Linked DNA regions of Sus scrofa: regions 2 and 3 are each linked to region 1. The links are chromatin contacts, called in public Hi-C and promoter capture Hi-C maps. All regions are on one chromosome and are shown on one strand. The core of a region is the stretch at or near the end of the contact, and the rest is flanking DNA. Distances in the headings are between cores, read along the strand shown.

Region 1 (3,562 bases), core at 286-2,785:
GAGGTCAGAGAGGGAAGGTCCCCAGAGGTCCCCTCTTGCCCTGGCACTTGCCTCGAGGAGGAACAGGCTGCAGGGGGGGAGCTTGTCCAAGGTCACACAGAGACAGGCTGCTGCAAACATCCCTCTGGGTAGCAGGGAGAAGAGCGAGAGGAAGGGCTGGGCTGGGTGCTCCCCGTGGATGCCTCAGGCACCCCTGGTCTCCAGGATCAAGACGCAGAGCTGGGCCTCCGGGAGGCCCTGCAGTATGTTCGGAAGAGCCGTGAGAACAGCTCGACAAGCCCACAGCAGAAAAGGCTGCCCAGGGCGATAGTGAGCGCCCATCCCTGAACACGTGGGTGGGACCAGAAGAGCTTGTCTAGCTGAACAGAGGATTCAGGTCTACTGCTCAGGTCCTGCCCACTCTGTACATTCTCCCCCAGGCAGGAAGGGCAGCTTATGACCGCTGGGCAGGGAGGATGGGATGGAGCAAGGAGCCTGCCATTTATGGCCAGTTAGCTTGTTGACTGTGAGCCTGGAGGCTGAGACTGGGGCCTGGCCCTTCTGACTTCAGCGGCCTCCTGGCTGCCTCCTGCAGCCCTGGGCTGACACCCAGACTCTCTTGGCTCCCAGACCTGGCAGGACCCAGGACCCAGAGAGAGTTATTTCACCTCCTTGGCTGATAAGAATCTGTCACCAGGGCCCACCTGAGCTCCTGGAGTGGGACAGTTTGCTTGACACAGACTCTGTCCCAGAGGCCTATGTGGGCTGCCGGACAGGGTCTTCCAAGTCATCTAAAGTCCACTGTCATAGTATCAGTGGCAAACACGTGTGTCAGCAACTGGTTTAAGAAAGACAAAAAAAAAAAAAAAAAAGAAGAAGAGAAAAAGGAGTTCGCATCATGGCTCAGTTGTTAACGAATCCGACTAGCATCCATGAGGATGTGGGTTCAATCCCTGGCCTCGCTCAGTGGGTTAAGGATACGGTGTTGCCGTGAGCTGTAGTGTAGGTCTCAGATGTGGCTGGGATCCTGCGTGGCTGTGGCTGTGGCATAGGCTGGTGGCTACAGCTCCAATTCAACCCTTAGCCCGGAAATCTCCATATGCCATGAGAGTGGCCCTAAAAAGACATAAGACCAAAAAAAAAAAAAAAAAAAAAAAAAAGAAAGAAAGAAAGAAAGGAACTGGTTTAAGTGCTTTATACATCTTGACTCCTTGAATTCTCGGAAAACCTTATGAGGAGGGATACCCCTCTGAGCCATTTTACAGATGAGGAAACTGAGACACAGTGAGCTTAGGAAACCTGTGCACAGTCACAGGGCTAATGAGCAGGTGGTTCCAGAACCCATGTTCTTAACTGCTGTGTGGAACCTTTGTCCCTGAGAGAAGCAGGAACTGAGGCCCAGGGAGGGTATGGGGCTGGTCCAGTCACTCGGCCAGGCGGCACAGTTGGGGGCCCTAAACTTCTTATCTCCAGCCCCAGGGCTCTCCCCCCATGGCCCCTCCTTTCAGCTCCTCTGTCCCCACCTAGCCTTGCTGCAGGCTTCCCCAGAGCTAACAGTTGCCTGGCCTCCCCTTGGCCAGCAGCTCCAGCCCAAAGAGGCTGCGCCCACATTCCCTGGCTGCTCTCCAGCCCACAGGAGCTGAGAAAACACAGTCCAGGGACTGTGAGGACGGAGCAGAAGCCGCTGAAGGGGAAGAAGCAGCGAGAAGCCACCAGGCTCCTATCCACTGGCCAGCTCCCAGATGCTGGGCCTCCTGGGGAGCACGGCCCTCGTGGGCTTGATCGCAGGCGCCGCTGTGGCCGTGCTGCTGCTGCTGCTGCTGCTGGCCACCTGTTTGTACCGCAGACAGGAGGAGCGTGACGTGGAGAAGAACCCTCCTGCTGCAAGAAGAAACCGAGTCTGGTGGGCCCAGTCTTGGATCTCCGCAGGCCGAGGCCACCTGGGACGCTTGCATCATTTCCGTCACACTGGCCGGGCATTCCAGGCGCCCCAGGCGGGCCACCGCCACCATCACCACCACCACCACCACCACCACCACCAGGCCCACTCCCACGCCCACCGCCAAGCCCATGCCCACTCCCACCGAGGCCGCCGCTGATGCCTGCGAATGGCAGCTGCCACCTGCCTCACCGTCACCAGGACAAGTGGACTCCTGCTTTCCTGCGCAGAAGGGCACCTCTCCATGGTGAAAGCCAGGTCCTGCTTGGGTGTCATTTGCATGCTACACCCCAGTGGGCAACGATGGAGGCAGAGAGCCTAGGACCACCACCGGGGGTGCCCCTGCTCACACCGGAGGCTGATAGGCCAGAGAGCTGATAGGCTGATAGGTGGTCTCCGAGGATGGACACCGCTTCGTGACTGCAACTCCCACCTGGCACCAGGAGTGCCAGCTGCTATGTGTGCAGATGCACAGAAGGTGTACCCTACTCTCTCTGAATGTCCGGGCCTCCGTCCAGGGCAATAGCTGGAAGGGGCCCTGGCACCACCCTTTCATTTGCAGAAGGCAGTCTAAGGCTGCACGGTCAATTCAGTGCAGCCTTAATACAAGAAAATAAAAAGCACCAAGAAGCTTTTGTCAAGAGGCCCTTTATTATTGTAACTCAAGTGGGAGGGAGCCGCCAGGCCTGTGTCTGCTCTGGCCTGGACCTTCCTCTCTGGCAGGAAGTGAGTGCCTGCGCCGGCTGTGCCCTGGGGGACACGGAGCAGCTCTGCAGGGCTCCAGGACAGTAGGTGAGAGGTGGGTCTGAGCTCCAAGAAAGGAGTTAGGGTTTGTAGGCAGCCGTGCCCAGACCGGACTCTCCCTGTACCCATGGGGCTCTGGGCTTCTGTGTGACAGTCCAGGGGCTCAGAGAGAGGAGGGTCAAGGCTGCCCAGGCTCTTTCCAGCCCATCTCTAGGCAGAATGTGCCCTGGACATGCAGAAAGCCCCGCTCTGTGGGCTGTGCTGAATTCAAAGTTTCCTTGGTAAGGAGTTCCCGTCATGGCACAGGGGTTAACGAATCCGACTAGGAACCGTGAGGTTTCGGGATCGATCCCTGGCCTCGCTCAGTGGGTTAAGGATCTGGCATTGCTGTGAGCTGTGGTGTAGGTCGCAGATGTGGCTAAGATCCCATGTTGCTGTGGCTCTGGCATAAGCTACAGATCCCTAGCCTGGGAACCTCCATGTGCCGCCAGAGCAGCCCTAGAAAAAGGCAAAAAGACAAAAAAAAAAAAAAAAAAAAAAAAAAAAAGAAAAAGAAAAAAGAAACACCAAATGAAAAATGAACAAAAGAAACAAAGTTTCCATGGTAAGAAGGTCAGGGTTTCTCATCCAGGCCTTGAGTCTCCAGCCCCTCTGGTGCCTGCATGTGGCTGGTGCCAGGTGTTTAGGAGGGAGCAGGTGGTGCTGGGTGGCTTTGGGAGAGTGCTTGGCTCCTGAGTCTCAGTTTCCTCTTCCCTAAAACGGGATGGATAGATGACAGAAACTCCTTGCCAAAGCCTGGAGGCACATTCCCAAACGCCCTGGGACACGGGCGGAATTCCACATGGAGGACAGAAATCTCATTCTGAGGCCTTCAGTGAGGAAGGAAATCCTGTGTGCTGG
Region 2 (3,562 bases), core at 567-3,066, 830 kb before region 1:
TACCTTCCCAAAGACAACCAGAAACCATCATCGGACCCACTGACGCCAGCCTTGACGACTCTGAAATGATCTATGGATGAAAAATAATATAGACATCTTAATCAATAATCCCGCCTTCTGAGCTAAACCCATAAAACCCCTTGCCATCCCCTCTCAAGTCAGGACATAGTTTTGAGGCACTAACCTGCTGTGTTCTCCTTTGCCTGGCAAAACAATAAAGCTGTTCTTTCTCTTCCTCAAAACCTGTCCCTGAGACTTAACTGGTGCGGGTGTACAGAGGCCACATTTTCAGCTAGAGTAGTGAATGGAAAGGATTTAAGATGGACAAATCTGGAGGAATGAGATCAGCTAGGAGGCTACCGCGCAGTTTATGGGAGAAAGGATGAGGGCCTGAACTATGATGGTGACAGTAAGGAAGGGGAAGAGAGAGAAATAGAAAATATAATTAGCAAAAATTGGTGACTAATGACTAATAGGAAGGATGAAGAGGAAGCAGTATACAACAGTTTCTATGTTTCTGGCCTAGGTGACTAGGTGATGCTAATTGCTTTGGGGAATACAACAGGAAGAGCAGGTTGAAACAGAAGAAAATAACGACCTAAGTTATAAAGATGTTAGGTCTGAGTACCTGTGGGAGATGGAGCTGGGGGATATTTAGTAAGCAACTAGAATTTATGAGACTGAAGCTCACAGAATTCAATGCTGAAATAAGTAACCACGTGAGTGGCTAATTCACTCCTTAGGAAATCTACTTCAGAGAATAACACAGCCTTTAACCATAATGTTAAGGAAGAGTTTAAGTGTGTAGAAAAGGCTTATGCTAAAATATTAACCGCTTTCCTGCTTTACAAAAACCTATATTTACTTTAACAATGTAAAAATATGAATAGCCAAGTCTGAAAAGAAAGACATCAAAATCTGAGATTGGAAGTTTATGGGGTTTCCCTTTTCGTAAACTCTAAATTCAGGGTATAATACTATCATAGGATGGGGGTGGGGAGCAACGCTTCCTCTGACCTCTACTGGGTTCCCATCAAACACAGGACTTGACACATAGTAATGCCCACCACCACACACACACACACACACACACACACACACACACACACACACAGCAGCAAAAGTACCAACACCTGAGATTTAAAGGCAGCTGCCTCGGATTTTCCTCCCTTCTGGAAGCCTGCCCCTTCCTGTCTGCTCCAGGCCTCACCTCAGTGGGCCTCTGCCCCACCTCTGGCCATGGCCTGTGCCTGGCTCCCGCCCACGGCTCCTTCACCCGACTCCTTGAAACAATTCGGGACGCTGGCCCCTCCTGAAGGGGGGGTCCCGTCAGGTCTCACTGTCCTGACCAGTTCTGACATTTTCAAGGCACTGAGCCCTCAGGGGCAACGGACAGGACCCTGCCCAGCCCGTGCGGCAACTGGAGCTGGGTTGCTGGCCGGGCCCTTAGCTCCGCATCCCTCTGGAGCAGGTGGGAAGGGGGGAGAAAAGGAAAGGGGGCAGGGAGAGGGAGAGGTGAGGCGGGGGAGGCGGGCGGATTGAGGAAGAGAGAAGGACAACTGGCCAGTGGGGCAGTTTAGGAGGCCTCAGCCGTGGCTGCGCGTCGACGCTGGCGGGCTCCGCGGCGGGTCCTGGGAGCAGCTGCCCCACCCAGAGGCCCCGCAGTTGAGGGAGTCCAGCAGCCAGACGATCCTGGGGCGTCCGGAACGCCTCGCCCGAATCTTGGCTGTGAGCCCTGGGCTCAAGAATGCTTACTTCTGGTCGAGAGGTGTTGCCTCCAGGCGGTGTCCGGGGAAGCCTGAGGAGACCGCCCGGAGGCCGCCCCCGCCCCGCCCCGCCCCGCCCCCTGCGCCTCGGACCAGGCCCCGCCCCGCCCCGGAGCAAGCCCTCTCCCAGAAATCTTGCCCATTCATTCGCTCACACTGAGGGTACTGAGTTCAAACCAAATATTAAGCGCCAGATGCTGGTGTTAAAGCAGTAAACTGGATAGACAAGGTTCCTGATCTCAGATGATTAAACAAGTTACAATCTAGGATTCCCATAGTGGCGCAGCGGAAACGAATCTGACTAGGATGCATGAAGACGCAGGTTCATCCCTGGCCTCGCTCAGTGGGTTAAGGATCCGGCCTTGCAGTAAACTGTGGTGCAGGTAGAAGACGCGGCTCGGATCTGGCAGTTGCTATGGCTGTGGTGTGGGCGGGTGGCTACAGCTCTGATTTGACCCCTAGCCTGGGAACCTCCATATGCCACGGGTGCAGCCCTAAAAAGAAAAAAAAAAAAGTTACAATTTAGTGTGGAAAGTACCGGTGGGGGAGGGGAGGATAAAGGCACCTGTCCTAGCTTGGGAGGGTCAAAGAAGGCCTCACAGAGAAATGCATTTCACTGTAGCAGGAAGGAAGAAGATCTGTGGCAATGGCTTTTGGATGATGAGAGATTCCCATAGGATGGCTTCTGGTTCCTCTGAGAAGTTACAGGTCTTTCAGTTTGCACTGAAAGAATATAACAATACCTGCTTCAGGAGTTCCCACTGTGGCTCAACAGTAGCAAACCTGACTAGCGTTCATAATGACTTGGGTTCAATCCCTGACCTCACCTAATGGGTTAAAGGACCCAGCGTTGCCCTGAGCTGTGGTGTATGCTGCAGATGTAGCTGGGATCTCATGTTGCTGTGGTTGTGGTGTAAGCAGGCAGCTACAGCTCTGATTGGACCCCTAGCCTGGAAACTTCCATATGCCACACACGCAGCCCTAAAAAGACAAACAAAACAAAATTTAAAAATCTACTTCGGAGAGTTGTAAATTTTATTTTATTAGCTTCTTAGGGCCGCATCCTCAGCATAGGGAAGTTTCCAGGCTAGAAGTCGAATCAGAGCTGCAGCTGCTAGCCTATGCCACAGCCACAGCAATGCCAGATCCTTAATCCACTGATGGGGGCCAGGGATTGACCCTGCATTTTTATGGATACTAGTCAGGTTCCTAATCCACTGAGCCACAACAGGAACTCTGAGAGTTGTAAATTTTAAATGAGATAGTAAACATTAAATTTGTCCCATAACCCTGAGGCATGAGAAATATAACATTACTTAATTTTTCTAAATTACATTAAGCCTGGTTCAAAATTCTCATTTATTGGGGTAAGAAGACATCAAATATGTCTTTTCCCTGTTTAGTACAATATACAATGACCAAAAAACATAAATAAAACCACTTCAGAAAGAAAAAAAACTCGGGTCTTAGTCTGTCACGGTTGCCACTGGGATGTGCATTGTCTAAACCCATATGATCCATTCAAAGGCAGGTGGTCCCACAGCATCTCTGCCAAGTATGTATATCAGCACCATCTTCTGCAGTTCCCAAGACTATGTACTAGATGTTTAGTGCCCTATCCCTTAAATCAGCCCTCCCCATCAGAAGTCCTGCTGCCTCCTGGTGGATGTCTTTCATGCAGAACCTGTTGCAACATCTCCTCTCAAGTCCCTGGCCCACTGTTATCCTTGGGCAACTCCTCTTTCAACCCAGCACCTCCTCCATCTTTTCCTTCCTTAGAGCACTCAGCTGAATTA
Region 3 (3,562 bases), core at 557-3,056, 750 kb before region 1:
AATCCCTGGTTTGATGAGAGGTTTGTTTTTTGTTGTCTCTAATCTCAATCAGTTCCAGAATCTAGAAGTTCCACACCTTTTTAGTCCCTTGCTGTTGTGGTTAAGGCAGCTGGGCTAAATAGCTAGATATGTCAACCTCCGGCAGCCCAGAGAATGCCCACTGCCTTTAGGATCAGAGATTTTTGTTGACTAGACTGGCTGAGTTGCTCTGCTCAAACTCTTCCTGAATATTTATTCAAATTTGGATAAATATTGGGTAGATCAAGTCTTTCCTTCTCCAGGTTCCCAGTTATGGCATTTGAAGTGTCGCTCTCTCCAAATGCTATATTCCAAACATATGATAGTTATGTTTTGTTTTTGGAAGGCAAAGACTCAGATTAATGGACCCTTCCTGAGTCTGCTAGGCAATATCCAACTAGGCCAAGAGCTCGCAAACATGGAAACCTGAGCTGGGCTAATGAGGACTTAGAACGCACCTGTCTAATGGTGATCAACCCTGGCATCACATTAGAATCATCTGGGGAGATTTTAAAAGGTAGGTACACCTGAGCTCTACCCCAAACCAATTAAATCCAAATTTTGGGGTGGAGGAGGTGTTGGATCTATACATCATGCTATGTGAATTCCTGTTTTCTGCTCTGGTCTTTTTCTCTTCCTTGCCTGTATGTACCTCATTTTGCCAGAAGTGTTCAGTTTAAAATGATTACCTTTTTTCCATCCTTCATTCAGTAAATATTTACAGACTGATTACTAAGTATTAGGCGCTATTATAGACAGTGGAGAGCATGAAAAAAGGCCTAGATAAGAACCGAGGTCTCCAGCTATTTTACTTTATGCTGTCTTTCTTTTTTTTTTTTCTTTATGCTGTAGTCACTAATTAAAATTTTGGTATGCCTTTTTTGTTTTGTTTTTTAAAGGAGGATGAGATATTTGTTTAAAATTTATTACTGTTATTTAAAAAATTAATTAATGCCCTTTTTTTTTTTGGCCGCACTTGAGGCATGTAGAAGTTCCCGGGCCAGGGATTGAATCCACGCTGCAGTTGCAGCCTGCGTCACAGCTGCCCAACCAGATCCTTGATCCCCTGCACCACAAGGAAACTTCCCATAGCCTATTCTTTATTGAAATATAATTGACATATAACATTATATTAGTTTCAGGTGATTTGATATTTGTATACACAGCAAAATGATCACTCCAGTAAGTCTAGTTAACATCCATCACCATACTAATTTACAAAAGTTTTTTTTCCTTGTTAAAGTCCATTTTAAAAATTTATTTATTTAAAATTTATTTATTTTGGCTCTGCCAGTGGCATGTGGAAGTTCCCGGGCCAGGGATAGAACTTGTGCCAGAGCAGCCACCCCAGCCACAGCAGTGGCACCGCTGGATCCTTAACCTGCTGAGCTGTAAGGGAACTCCTAAAGTCCACTTTTTAATTGATGTATAGTTGATTTACAATGCTATTAGTGTCAGGTGTACTGCAAAGTGCGTCACTACCTTGTTAAATTATTACGGTAAGAATTCCGTCAGCTCCCTTAATGAAGTCTGACAGAAATTCTTCAATGAAATCAATCTGTCCTTGGGTGGGTGGAAGCCCCGCCCACGTGGGAGGAGCAGAAGGCTTCAATTCCCACCTCACACAGGTGAGGAGGAAGCCCTCCCCTCTCTGTCTTCAAGTCTCATTAGTGGGAGGAGGTGTTTTCATTCTTTCACTAAGGAAAGCGGAAGAGGACTCCGCCTCCTACGTGCCAGTGTGGGGGGGCGGGGTCGGCGGACTGGGCGTGAGTTGATTGGCTGGGAGGCGGGGCGCCACAGGTTGGCTCTGTCCAGGCGCTTGCTTGGATGCCGGGTGGAGTGAGGGGAGGGAGTCCGGGTCAGTCTTGCTTCCTAGCGATGGCGCCGCGTTGCCGCGCCCAGTACCCGGCTTGGTTGTTGGTATTCACTGCTATCAGGAGCCAGCTCCGATGGTGAAAATTGGAGCGGGTCCAAAGGAGTGGTGGGAAGCTGCCTGCGACGGGACCATGAGGAGCGGCGAGACCTGTGGGGCCAAGAGCGGGAACAGCTGCGGCACCTGCTGAGAGGAAAGAGGGAACGGCCGGGTGCGGCGGCGCGGCTGGGGCGCGGTGGAGGCTCGCCGGCGCCTCGGCCATGTCGCTGCTCTGCGTGCGCGGTGAGTGCGCGGACTGAGGGGAGGGGGCGGAGGGCGCTGAGGAGTCTCCACGAGCTTCCAGTGGGCGTCGGGTTACTGCCTTTTCTAAACTTCACTTCGCGTCGGTGCCTCAGGGAAGCATTGTGTTAACTCATTTGTGAACACCTGGAGAATACTTTCTACTCTCTCTTGTTTTCCTCACGCGCTGAGACTGTTACCTCTCCATTCCGGTGGCCAGGTGACAGGGTTGTTGGCTGGCAGGCCCAGATCTTATTAAATGGTGTTTAGTTCTCTCCTTTGGCGAGAGTGGTCGAGCTAAGGACCGCGGATAGTCGGTGTCTATTCTTAGCGGGCAACCGTGTTTTACTTTCTTTCTTCCCCCTGCTCCGTAAAATCACAGTCGGCTTAGTAGCAGGTTCTTTTTATTAGGCTTTGAACGCCCAGTGGTACAGCTGTCACATCCCTCCTTCCAGTCTGTTTCTTGGCTTGCACCCCTCTATTGCTTCTCTTTGTCCCCTGCTCCTTCCCTGTAGTCTCGGCTAAGACTATTCTCATATTCGATTTGGAAAGGTGTGTCAGCTTCTCTCCTTTCCGAGCAGAGCATAAGAAGTATGATTTAATTATTTACTTCTATCAGAGTAACTAAGGTGAAGGCCTTTACTGGTTTTTCACTGAGGACGCTTGACCCACCTAAGAAGATAATTTAAGGCAAGAGCTTTGGGGTTTAAGGTGAGGCAAGGTGCATGGACTAAGTTCCATGAGGATAGATACTGCTTCTTAATGGTTTTTGTATTTCTGGCACCTAATATAGTAGGAGCTCAATGCTAGTTCTGAATGAGTGCAGAGACTGTGATTTTAGAGATTATCTGATCAGAAAAAGCAGGGTTTGGCTTACCCATTGCATTTGATCTTGGGGAATTCAAAGCCTATCATATCTGTGTTGAACAAGATGGGATAAGGTAGCTTGGTTGTGAGTGAGGATTTATCCACAAGAACCTTTTCCTGGCACCTTTTACTGGATGGAGTTCATGCTTCTTTTCAATTAGAAGCACTGTTATTTATGATCTCTCTGTTAAGTGTTTGTTACAGCTTCTGCAAACACACAACTGCTTTCCTCTGTTCTCCTCCACTGTTTTGTTAAATCTGCATTAACCCAAAATGGATTTGGATATTTCCAGGGATTATGAGAGACACAGAATTTTTCTTCTTTCATCGTTGATTTTTCATTAATGAGAATTTTGCTTTGCTTTTAGTAAAACATTTTTTCTCAGCAGCTGGCAATCTGTTTATTCCTTTAGATCTCTTCTGTTGAGTAGCTGGATTTAGGAGAGGTTGGGTTTTGTTTGCAGTGTCTCTTGGTCAGTTTAAATCTCTACTGCTACACTGTTTACAGAGCTAGCCCTCATGAAA

Evidence for each region. Promoter capture Hi-C pulls out the DNA fragments that hold promoters and counts their contacts. Hi-C and Micro-C count contacts between places; a contact is called where the count stands out from the background.
Region 2: a Hi-C map of omental adipose tissue shows a contact between it and region 1, with 5 times the contacts expected there. The contact joins the enhancer-like site here to the promoter of HRCT1 in region 1. A contact is called at or near these places in 4 of 47 Hi-C or Micro-C datasets (mesenteric adipose tissue, omental adipose tissue, retroperitoneal adipose tissue and 1 more).
Region 3: a contact with region 1 is called in a promoter capture Hi-C map of fetal liver, with 3 times the contacts expected there. The contact joins the promoter of UNC13B here to the promoter of HRCT1 in region 1. A contact is called at or near these places in 1 of 5 promoter capture datasets (fetal liver) and 1 of 2 datasets of contacts at active chromatin or transcription factors (skeletal muscle).

Annotation. Positions count from the first base shown.
Region 1 is chr1:236,668,883-236,672,444 of Sscrofa11.1, forward strand. It overlaps HRCT1 (histidine-rich carboxyl terminus protein 1), which reads left to right and starts at 1,536. Exons shown (of 1, transcript XM_021065921.1): 1 at 1,536-2,553. The coding sequence starts at 1,722. The coding sequence ends at 2,078.
Region 2 is chr1:235,833,810-235,837,371 of Sscrofa11.1, forward strand. No RefSeq gene overlaps it. Among named protein-coding and RNA genes, the nearest start is that of C1H9orf131, 9.2 kb to the right of the region's middle. Within about 2 kb of position 1,817, at least 36 of the 83 cell types and tissues checked have an H3K27ac peak or open chromatin away from gene starts, as enhancers often do. A contact at or near this core is called in mesenteric adipose tissue, omental adipose tissue, retroperitoneal adipose tissue and 1 more, where this site is marked.
Region 3 is chr1:235,916,945-235,920,506 of Sscrofa11.1, forward strand. It overlaps UNC13B (protein unc-13 homolog B), which reads left to right and starts at 1,807. Exons shown (of 39, transcript XM_021065583.1): 1 at 1,807-2,173. The coding sequence starts at 2,152.